Regions from separate parts of the Mus musculus genome. Here region 2 is linked to region 1. Evidence: chromatin contacts called from public HiChIP or PLAC-seq data. All regions are on one chromosome and are shown on one strand. The core of a region is the stretch at or near the end of the contact, and the rest is flanking DNA. Distances in the headings are between cores, read along the strand shown. Region 1 has its middle 47 kb from the start of Gm24160. Region 2 overlaps Wdfy1 (WD repeat and FYVE domain containing 1).

Region 1 (5,518 bases), core at 1,381-3,880:
GTTATGTCAATTGCTAAGTCATCTGGTGAGGATAACAGTTGCTATAGCAATCCAGAGACAGAACCCACCACATGCTAATTTCTGTGTCAGGCATCCTCTGATTCCTGCTGCCCTGAATTTATCCAATTTCTATATCTAATATTACCTGTGTGGTCCATGGAGTACTACAGCAATGGCTGTTGATTCATCTGCTATACAACAATCCATTTCGTCTGGCTCAGGTTTAAGTCCCCATTGTTCCTTTCCAACTACAATCACCTCCTAAAATAAGACTATAGACTACAGACACCAGAGAGAAAGGCAGTGCTTTTACCTGTAAGGTTTGCTGACCCTGTTTCTAGAAACATACTTTATCAATAAGAAGTTTCGTTTATAATCTAAACAGGACCCTAAGCACACTGCTAAAGACAGGCCCCGAGCTAGACTTTAATGCTAGCAACCTCACTTCTTAACTGTGTGACATTGACAGTCTATGGTCAACTGTATTTTTATCCCATTCTCCATAACCTAGAGACAATTATACTTTCTTTATGTACTTTCAATGAAGACCAAATAAGTCAACGTATATTACAAAGTATTTAGTATAGTAGCTGGCACATATAAAAGCCTTCTAAATTATAGCTGCTGGAAGAAGCTTTAGTTATGAGGTATGTCGGTCCCTTCCTTGCCACGAAACTGTGTATTTATGTAGGGATGCTGGTTGTGGCTCCATTCTGGCCATTCCTAACAGATAATGTAGCAGAGTAAATTCTATGCTAGCCTCTGGCACTTCTTTTTTTTTCTTTTTTTCTTTTTTTTTTGTTTTTGGTTTTTTGAGACAGGGTTTCTCTGTGTAGCCCTGGCTGTCCTGGCACTCACTTTTTAGACCAGGCTGGCCTTGAACTCAGAAATCCGCCTGCCTCTCCCTCCCAAGTGCTGGGATTAAAGGTGTGTGCCACCATGCCCGGCTGCCTCTGGCACTTTTTCTTTCTTTCTTTCTTTCTTTCTTTCTTTCTTTCTTTCTTTCTTTCTTTCTTTCTTTCTTTCTTTCTTTCTTCCTTCCTTCCTTCCTTCCTTCCTTCCTTCCTTCCTTCCTTCCTTCCTCTCTCTCTCTCTCTCTCTCTCTCTCTCTCTCTTTCTTTTTTATTAGCCTGACTCTTTGCTGCTGGCTTTAAGTACCAGTGTTGTGCTTATAACTGGGCAATGCAGCTATGTTTTTGGGACTCAGCTGGACAAATGTGGAAGCTACTCTGGGAGGAGCAAGAGAGACATCAGCGAGTTTGGATGGAAACAAATGAAAGAAATGAACAGAGGCAGCAAAACACATTTTCTGAGACTGTTTGACCAGCTAATAAAAGTAGCTTGATAGTGACTAGTTTTATCATCAATCAACTAATTCAATTAGTTTTTTCTTGTGATGAGATCTATCTATATAGCTAGGCTGGAGTCAAACTTGAGATGCTCCTGCTTCAGCCTCTGAAGTACTGGAACTGCAGGTATCTGCCATTAGGCCTAATTTTAAAAGAATGCAATGAGGACTAAGAAATTTGGCATACTCCTTTTACTTTGTTGTCCTGAAAACAGATGAAAAGAGCCATGAAAGACAGGATGATAAAAGAATAGAATGATAAAGTAAGTTTGTAAGACCCCCAAGAGAGTTTTCCTAACTGTCTCCATGGTTGATAGGGTAGGAATGTCTCCATCAGAACTCACATTAAAATTAAAACCTCATTGGGACTTAATAAGAGGTTTAGGTCACCAGGACAGAGCCTTCATGAATGGGTTCATCCATTCACAGATTAATAGACAGGTAAGTTATTTCATCATTTCAAGAGTGGCTTTGTGATAAGATGGAGTTTGGCTTTATCTCTCATATGTACTCACTGTATGGCCTCCTTTTATTCTGAGGACCATTCCAAGAATACCTACCAACAAGCTGTCTACCAGAGATGGCCTCTCAGTTTTGGCCTACCAAGCTGCCAACATTGTAATAAAAAAATTCCCTTTATAAGTTGCCCTACCTCAGGCTTTCTGCTCTATTTTACAGAAGCAGAAAATAAACCAGGTCTTCCTTTGCTTTGAAACAGATGCTTATCCATCGCAAATTCTATTGTTTAAATAAATATAGAAGAACAGAATGTAAGAGAATTTAAGACTATCTTCTTTCTGAATGACTATTTTATATTTTATTGACTAAAATCATTAAACATTTTCTACACCCTAAGGAAGCACATTTTGTGATGTCGCCTGTTGCATAGTTACTGTGATTACTAATTTAAATGGCTAATTTGGCTTCTTCTGAACATATTGATTTATGTGCTCCTTAGGGAGAAAATCATAAATTATCTCATTGGGGTTAGATGGTTCCTGTCAGTCTAGTAAATTTCATGCTTAATACAGACATGTTTATCAGAAAAATCCAGAAGCCCATTAGAACTTCATGAGTTCTGAGAGTGAGGATCGTTGTTAGATTGAATCAAAAGCTATAGGATTCAGAAATGCATTGCATGTGGGAAAACAGCAATCTTAATGTTGCCATATGTTCACTGTCTTTGCTTCTCAGTTTCAAACAAACTCTAAGTCAGGTTGGCTGGATGTGAAGCCAGAGTTCAAACAGGCAAGCACACCAACCTGTGACTCATTTCCTTCCGTTTCTGACTCATAATTCTTCCTTGTTCATTCGGATCGAGGCAAAAGGTTTCAAGATAAACTTCCTTGAAGAGCTTGGCCTTCTTTTGTAAGGAGGCAGGGAGGCACTTAATGTCACTTCCATTGTTTTTTCAGATATGTATTGCCTTCGATGGGCAGCATTGTGACTGCCATTAAGTACTACCCACAGGGTTCAAGTCTCTTTTAGTTTCCATTCTTCCAAGCATATTCTCCATCAGTCTCCAGGATGACACATATTAACTTTCTTGGAACCAATCAGAAGGCCCTCTCTGTGGGAAACTAGTAAATCTGAGGTGACTATCAAAGTTTCCTTTCAATTTTGTTCCCTTTCGACGCTTCCTTTCCATTAGCTATCTGCCAGTTACCCCACCCACTTGGGAGATTCAGCTTGCGATTTCAGTGCTACTTTTCTCCTTTCTTGTATCCTGATGTCCCAGTGCCCGCCAGATTAGTTGCAGAGCAGGGCTGATAGAACCATTCCTAAAGGAACACGGCAGTTGAACTGAAAACAAAGAACAGATGTTGAAGTAGAAAGCTCGGATTCACTGTGTAACCAGAATGTATAAAAGGCATTATCTTGATGTCTATGGGCAAACTTAATTACCCTATCTCAAAATCATGTCTTCTATTTGGAGAAAAAAAAAAAAACTTAGGAGGAAATTGGGTTGAGAGAACAGGAAATAAGTTTATGTAACTGGGGACTTTGAAAGAAGCCAGTTCTGGGGGAAGAAGAGAAAGCTCACTGAGTAAAGAAAGCCTGCTGTGTAGTCTTGAGGACCTATCTGAGTTTGGAACCTTAGCACCCACATGAAAGTTGGTGAGGTAGTATGCACCTATAAACCCACTTGTCCACAGAGGATGGACAGAGACAGATGCATCCTGGATGCTCAGTGACCAGACAGTGTGGCCCAGATGTAAGCTCAAAAACCAAGTGTAGCTCAAAAACTAAGGTGGAGACCAATAACAAAAGGCATCTGAGGGTGAACTCTGACCACTCCTCCTCATATGCTCAGCTGATTGCCAATGCAGATATATTTAAAAATAAAAAAAAAAGAAGCCAACTCTAAATTGGAGTATATTTTTAATGGTGCTTTCCTGTAACGAACAATGTATTCTTAGCCAGAGTGAATTGGACTTGTAAGAACTAAGCTCAGAGAAAACATAGAGCCTTAAGTTCAAGACACTGTCCACCTTGGCTTATCCTAGAGGTCAACACAAGATCAGTTTGAAGGAAACCTCCCATAGTGTCTCTTACGGAACACAGGCAGCTTTATTTAGTGAGGATTTCAAATCCTCAGCTAACAACAATCAGAAGCATATAGCAGGGGAAGGTGGAATTGCACACTTGGTCTTAAGCATAGTCTGTCAACGTAGCTTCTTTTTGACAGCACTGTAACAAACAGTGATGTTTAGCAAGTCCATTTTAGAATATGCTAGAAGTAAAGAAGATAAAAGTATAGGGGTCAGGGCATATCCTATCAATAAAGGAAGTGGATTGCTACCCTGCCCCAACCCAGTCCCAAGGATTGCTTCCACTGAAGCTTGTATTTAACTGTGCCTTAAATAGTGTGGGTACAGAAGGTCACCTAATGCTAGTATCAGATATTAGGGGACACAGTGAAGGCACTGAAAGAGTCTATATTTGCTCTTTCTGAATTGCTCCCAGAATCTTCTCCATCAAAGGGAGTGTCTCTTCTGGTCTAGGTGGATGCTGTGCTATATCCTTGGTAATGAATTCTTGTGACATGCTGTGAATAATTTCTTGCCTTTGCAAAATGAATGGTTTTTCCTCTTGTGATGACTCAAAGCAATCTCTTCACTTTTCCTTAGTGATTCTGATATTGATAAGAATCTAGTTTATTTGTTGTAAGTCCCAGAGGTCAGCTCACAGTGTTCTTCAAAGTGAGTCATAACTGAAAGTTAAATGCATTACCCAGTCCTTAATGAGAAAGTGGGTGTGAGATCTCTCTGTAGTTCATATGATTCACAAGAAATAGATGAAAAGGGCTTGTGGAACAGTATCAATGCGACTGACTGTGCCTTCTCTCCGTAATTACAAGACCCCAATCTTCTTTGGGCTCATACAGTCAATGAAAAATCAGTTCCTGTGGCAAACCATCTCACTTAAATGCATGAGTCAATAACTGGAGCGCCTGAGCATCTTTCAGCTGCAGGAATGATAATTTTTACTTTGCAATTTTATTTGGAACATAGGACATCCTAAAAAGTTTCCAGGGTCTTATATTACTGTGGGATTGGCACCTACAGCAGGTGATTGACCTGATGTTAGCATCTGGGAACCTGAGTGGGAAAAATGTTGGAAAATCTTATCAAGATGAGTTGAAACTTCTGGTTTCTTTGGAAACTCAGTTGTGTCACGTGATGTTTTTCTGGAAGCTGTCTTGTGAGAGGATGTTTTGCTGAAACAAATGCTTGAGAATACGTGTGATGTTTAGAAAGAATATAAATATAATCCCACAGAGAGCACTCTTTATTTTAATAATTTATTTTTATTTCATACGTATTGGTGTTTTGCCTGAATATATGTCTGTGTGAGGGCATCATATCTCCTGGAACTGGAATTATAGATAATTGTCAGCTGTCATGTGGGTCCTTGGGGTTAAACCCAGATTGTCTGGAAGAACAGTCAGTGTTCTTAACCACTGACCCATCTTTCTAGTCCTTGACGGATGCTCTTGCATTGCAATGCCTTGCAACTTCTCTGGTCTTAGCTGGTCTTCACTTCATGGAGAGAAATGCACCTAAGAACTTCTCATATATACTGACTGATTCTTGATGCTTCCACTGACTGCCAATTCTTTGGAGCCTTGTGGTTTTTGCTAGATCAAGCCACTGCTACTGATTCAGG
Region 2 (5,518 bases), core at 1,735-4,234, 190 kb before region 1:
CTTTGTTTACTACTGCCATGGGAGCCTGCAAGACCAGCCTTGGTTTCTGCAATTACAGATCTGTGTTTTCAGGTGTAAAAGAAAAAAGGAAAAAAAGAAAAAGAAAAAGTAAACAAAACAAAAAAACAGAACCAACTTTAAAGTATTCTTGTAGCATTTTTCTTTCTCAACTTACCAACTCTCTTAATGTATTTGTTGCCTCTTAAACACTTTAACTTGTTTTTTGAGACAGTCTCATGTAACCCAGGCTGGCAGTTAGCTGGTGACCTACGATCCTCTGGCCTCTGCCTGAGTTCTGGGGTTACGGGCATATGCCAGCAAGCCAGGTTTCTGCAGGGCTGTGGATCAAACCCAGGCATTTGCTCTTGTCTGGCAAGTACACTATTAACTGAGCAATGTCTCCAAACCGTTTTTGAACACTTATAAACATATTAAGATGGTTGATAGGAAATTTTCTGTATTTCCTAATAGTTTATGGGGACTGACTCTAAACCCAGGTTTTTAGGTAAAATGCTTAGAAGGGAAATCTGTTGTAGGTGGAAGGAGAATCCTTATCCAGAGGGGTTGTCATTCAGGACTGAAAAGTGGATCCCTTAGTCTGTTATTTGACACGCCGAAGAGTGAGGCAGCCTGCAGAGACGCTCCGGTGCTGGAGCTACGCTCACTGGTAGTCGTTTTCATTTTATAGTGTAATTAAGAATGGAGGCTCCAGCCTTTAATCCCAGCACTTGGGAGGCAGAGGCAGGCGAATTTCTGAGTTTGAGGCCAGTCTGGTCTACAGAGTGAGTTCCAGGACAGCCAGGGCTATACAGAGAAACCCTGTCTCGAAACAAAACAAAACAAAACAAAACAGAATGGAGGCTCCAGTGATAGACTGCCAGAGTTGGAATCCAAGTCATGTGACCATGGACGTATTACTTTAGCCCCTTTGCATCATGGTCTCCTCAGCTGCAAAGTGCAGATGTGGTGTCTACCACTTCGGGTCTTATGAAGGGCTGACAGGTTGATAACATGAGGGAAAGCACTTCTGAGTCTTTCACAAGGGCCAGCAGCTGGCAGCTCATTCCCATTTAATTTAATTTCCTTTGTCATCAGAAGCTAAAAACATTCCCGCCGTGTGTGTGTGTGTGTGTGTGTGTGTGTGTGTGTATGGAGGGGGATGCATTCCTGTGTGTATGAATAAAGTGAAATTTTTTTCTTGCCCTAAATAAGGCACTAGCATTTGGGAGTCAATTACACTCTTATAGCTGACTTTGAGTCATACCTTGTCTTTATTTCCTTATTTGGTCAAACACAAGCCTTTTCGGTCATCTTCATGTCCCTCGTAGATCTCTCCTACTGTGTCAGAGAACCCCAAGATCAGGACTCACTCCTTACCCTCAGCCATGGCACGTTGTCACAGCATATGTGTAATGCATGCAGGGAAGACAGGAAGACACCAGACCAAGTTTCTGAGAGTCCTCTCTGGAGTGACACAAGATGTGCTAAATGCCTCCACTGTTGGATTATGTGGCCCCTTATATTCAATACTGTTTATCAGGAGTTCAGTAGAGACGGTGTGCCAAGCATGCCTAGGGCTAGTTAGATGCACACCCTCTCCATATCATGTACTACAATTCTGGAATCTGGAAAATACAAACAAGTGTCCGGCATAAACCATATATTTTGTACAAACACTAAACAAGATAAGCCACTCTTTTGAGCAAGGGAATGTTGGGAACCTTCTAAAATTCAAGGTCAGAGAGAGACACCATCTGAGGGCCAGCCTTGAGGGCAGGGCAGCTGTCTCAGGCCTGACTCTGCCATGCAGGCCCGTCCATCTTCATCTCAGGCTTGTCCTCATCTCTTAGCCACTGTTTAACCTTGATGACTACAGCAGCCGCCATGAGCAGTTCCATTGCTCTGAGCCCTGGGATTCCATCCTTGAATCTGTCTTGCCAAACTGGTGTCCTCAAAATGGCTTTTTACAGTATCATTTCCCTGCATATGATCTTTCATTAACAATGTGAGGGAGGCATCATGTCTAAAATAGGACACAGGGAACCTTATAACTATTCTGTACCCAACTTTCTTTCCGTGCCTATTTCTCACTTCTCAGTGGTTCTTGCCAGTGTGTTCTCTGTCCCATCCAGGTCTGACACCTTTCCTCACCTAATGCTGTGGCTCATGTGCACCCTCCTCAAGCCACTCTCCTTCCCTGCTTCTCTTTTGGTTATGGAATAATTCTTCCATCTACCATTTCAGCCTCCTCCTAACTAACAGGTACTAGCTGCTGCTGTTTGGGTTCGTTCATCTGATCCTCCCATGTGGCCAGTACCTCCATGGGTCATAGCATCATTGGGTTGGTTGACAGAGACTCGCATCACTGTTTTGTAGGCCCTTCCCCCTCTGGGTGACTTTCCCTGCAAGCTCTCCCGTAGGAGCAAAGTTGAATTGTTACAAATGGTAGTAGTTTCTAGAACTCAGCTGTTTCTCTTTCCTTCCCTCTGTAAAATGCACTTAGCAAATTGTTTTGAAAGTCAAGAGAGCATGAATGTGTACTTACTCACTTGATGGTGTGTTTTTTTATACTTCATGATGAAATATTCTCTTTCTGTTTTTTGAGACAGAAGTTCTCTCATGTATACTAGGCTGGCCTCAGACTCACGATTTACCCCAAGAATGGTCTTGAGCTTTTAGTTTCCTTGGCTCAGCCACTTTGGTATTGGGATTACATGTGTGAGCCATCACACCCCACATATATGTTGCTTCAGCTGGAATTCAGGGCTTGCTGCATGCCAGGTAAGCATCCTACCAATTGATCTCAAAACCATCTTTCTGATTACTCATTTTTTTTCATAAACCACACACAGCTTTATTCAGAACAGTTCCCTTTAAGATCAAAGTGAACTTGCAGCTGACTTTTTTGTATAGACCTTGGCCCAAAGGTCACCTCTCAGGGCAACTTCCTCTTCTTATCTCATTTTTTTTTCTTTGTTTGTTTGCCTGCCTGCAGGATCGTCAGTCACCTGAAAAGGCTTCTGGGGAAACCAGGGTGTCTCTCTCTCTCTCTCTCTCATACACACACACACACACACACATGCTTGAAGTCATTGTTGATGGGGAGCATTTGGGAGTACTAGGTTACAGTAGGTTTGTAGAAAATACCACTTGGACTGCCTTTCCTGGGTTACTTGGGTACCCTCAAAGGGCCTCCTTACTACGTTTCCTCCAGCATTTCCTACCTTGTGTGCTTGACTGATTTCCTCATACCTAAGGGGGAAGTTGTTTGAAGGTCTGGACTTTGAGGGGTACGGTTTTGTTTCATCCATCCTGCTCCCGCATCCTGAGTTTCTGAGTGTGGCCCATCTTTCGCTGTTCCCACAGATCTGGCCCCATGACATCCTTCCCTGTTAACACGCTTGTCTTTACTCACCGAGGGCTGGCCTCTTCCAGTGCTTAAACAGTGTGAAGCTTAAGCAGTGTGTGCAGTGCTGGTTTGATCGAATCACTAAACAAACCAATAAAGGACCAGAGAGCAGAACTTACCACTAACTGTGCTTACTTGGGTTAGTTTATTAATCATAGGTGTCCAGACAGCCCTGCCAGGCAGTGGGAGAGCTCAAGTTTTTTGTTGTTTGTTTGTTTGTTTGTTTTTAACCCTAAGAAAGAGTATTCTGTGGACCCATGCTGATCCCAGCCTGTCTAGATTATCCCTGACATCTGGAGTTTGAGATTTTCCTTAGCACAGGAGTCACACAAAATCATTTTAAAGATTACATCTGGACTGGTTTCTCCAGTCACACAGAGAACCCACAGGAGGCATCTCAACCACGTGTCCGTGGTTTCTTGGGGGTGGGGAATGCTGCTTGTTGGGGTGGTGAAGGTACCAGAGTCCCCAAGAGCCGTCTTCTCTGTATGGAGTCAGTAGGCTGTGAGGCTTGGTCCCCACAGACCCTTGAGCTCTTCCCTGTTCCTTCCTGTAGCACAAGCCAGTAAGTGCATTCTTCTTTCCCTCAGGCAGGCCAAGCCCCCTGAAAGCCAGGCCAGTTCCTAGACTTTTGGTTTCAAGATCCACTCAACAACCGTTCACTGTTTTGCCTCCCTGTTACCAAAGGAGACACTTTGTTCTCTAGCGGAAATGAAGAGGTCAGAGTTCTAGCAACTTGGTTGGAAGGAAATTGCTATTTATTTGATAAAGGCCGACTGAAGTGAGGATGATGTCACTCCCTCTTCCTGTCAGGCTAACATCTTAGTGTCCTCGAAACCATCTTAGGTGCCAGAGTTAAATATTTTTATCCGTATCCTCCAGAAGTACAGTCAGACTAGGACACGATTCCCTTTGTCATGGTGGCAGAAGTGTTTAGAGTGTCCCAAGTCTCAGAGTCCCAGCATCTCTACAAGAGGTCACAAAAATCAGCTTTGTACCCAATTACTGTTTATTCAGTGTTTAATACAAATTGGCACCTTGGACTAATTTTGTAGCAGATTGTATGTGCTGAAAATTGCTTTTTAATTAATTGGTTGAACACTACCTAGTTATCAGCCTAAAATTAGAAAATGATTAAATTGCTTTATACTGTTTGTCTTGGGAAGAAAATTGGTGAAAAGACACTAATTTTTGCTGTTGGAGGTGGGGTGTGCTTGACTTCAGCTTCTTCAGAAATACTTAAGTGGAGTATGACATTCATTGGAGATGACAGATGGGCACGTGCTCTTCAGGGTTATCATTCAGGTATCCTGTGTTCTGGAAAATATGTAACACACCCAAATGTATGTCCTTACGGGCACTGCTAAATTAAGAATCATACTGATTTTCCTAGATGTTTCCTGAGAGTCGGTGCCTTGAAGAAAAGAACTGTGCTTTGTGTCCGTCTTTGTCCTTACTCCAGGGTGGTTTCCAAGGAGGAGAGTTCATGGGCTTCGTGATTCCCTAATGTATAGTTTAACCTTGGTTGGATTAAGTCTTTGACAGCATCTGAGAAGACTGGAGGAAAGAAAAGTGAGCCCTCCTCTCTGATCCTCCGGTGTGCCTTTCTGTAGATCATAGTTGATCTCCTTTCTGTAGATCATAGTTGATCTCCTTTCTGTAGATCATGGTTGATCTCCTTTCTGTAGATCATGGTTGATCTCCTTTCTGTAGATCATGGTTGATCTCCTTTCTGTAGATCATGGTTGATCTCCTTTCTGTAGATCATGGTTGATCTCCTTTCTGTAGATCATGGTTGATCTCCTTTCTGTAGATCATGGTTGATCTCCTTTCTGTAGATCATGGTTGATCTCCTTTCTGTAGATCATGGTTGATCTCCTTTCTGTACATCATGGTTGATCTCCTTTCTGTACATCATAGTTGATCTCCTTTCTGTACATCATAGTTGATCTCCTTTCTGTAGATCATAGTTGATCTCCTTTCTGTAGATCATAGTTGATCTCCACGGTATGAATGCTTAGCTCCGACCCAGGCTGTGGTGTTGAGTCTGCTGTCACAGGAAAGTAACAGACACACATAAGCCTTCCCTTGACCAGGAGGTGTTGTGAA

The links. HiChIP or PLAC-seq counts read pairs in DNA pulled down with a chosen protein or histone mark.
Region 2: a BATF HiChIP or PLAC-seq map of CD8 T cells shows a contact between it and region 1, with 11 read pairs. The contact joins two enhancer-like sites. A contact is called at or near these places in 3 of 115 datasets of contacts at active chromatin or transcription factors (CD8 T cells, effector CD8 T cells and memory CD8 T cells) and 1 of 9 other capture datasets (liver).

What each region holds. Positions count from the first base shown.
Region 1 is chr1:79,558,508-79,564,025 of GRCm38.p6, reverse strand. No RefSeq gene overlaps it. Among named protein-coding and RNA genes, the nearest start is that of Gm24160, 47 kb to the right of the region's middle. Within about 2 kb of position 2,630, at least 36 of the 459 cell types and tissues checked have an H3K27ac peak or open chromatin away from gene starts, as enhancers often do. A contact at or near this core is called in CD8 T cells, effector CD8 T cells and memory CD8 T cells, where this site is marked.
Region 2 is chr1:79,749,932-79,755,449 of GRCm38.p6, reverse strand. All of the region lies in intron 1 of Wdfy1 (WD repeat and FYVE domain containing 1), which reads left to right. Among named protein-coding and RNA genes, the nearest start is that of Wdfy1, 9.1 kb to the left of the region's middle. Within about 2 kb of position 2,984, at least 91 of the 459 cell types and tissues checked have an H3K27ac peak or open chromatin away from gene starts, as enhancers often do. A contact at or near this core is called in CD8 T cells, effector CD8 T cells and memory CD8 T cells, where this site is marked.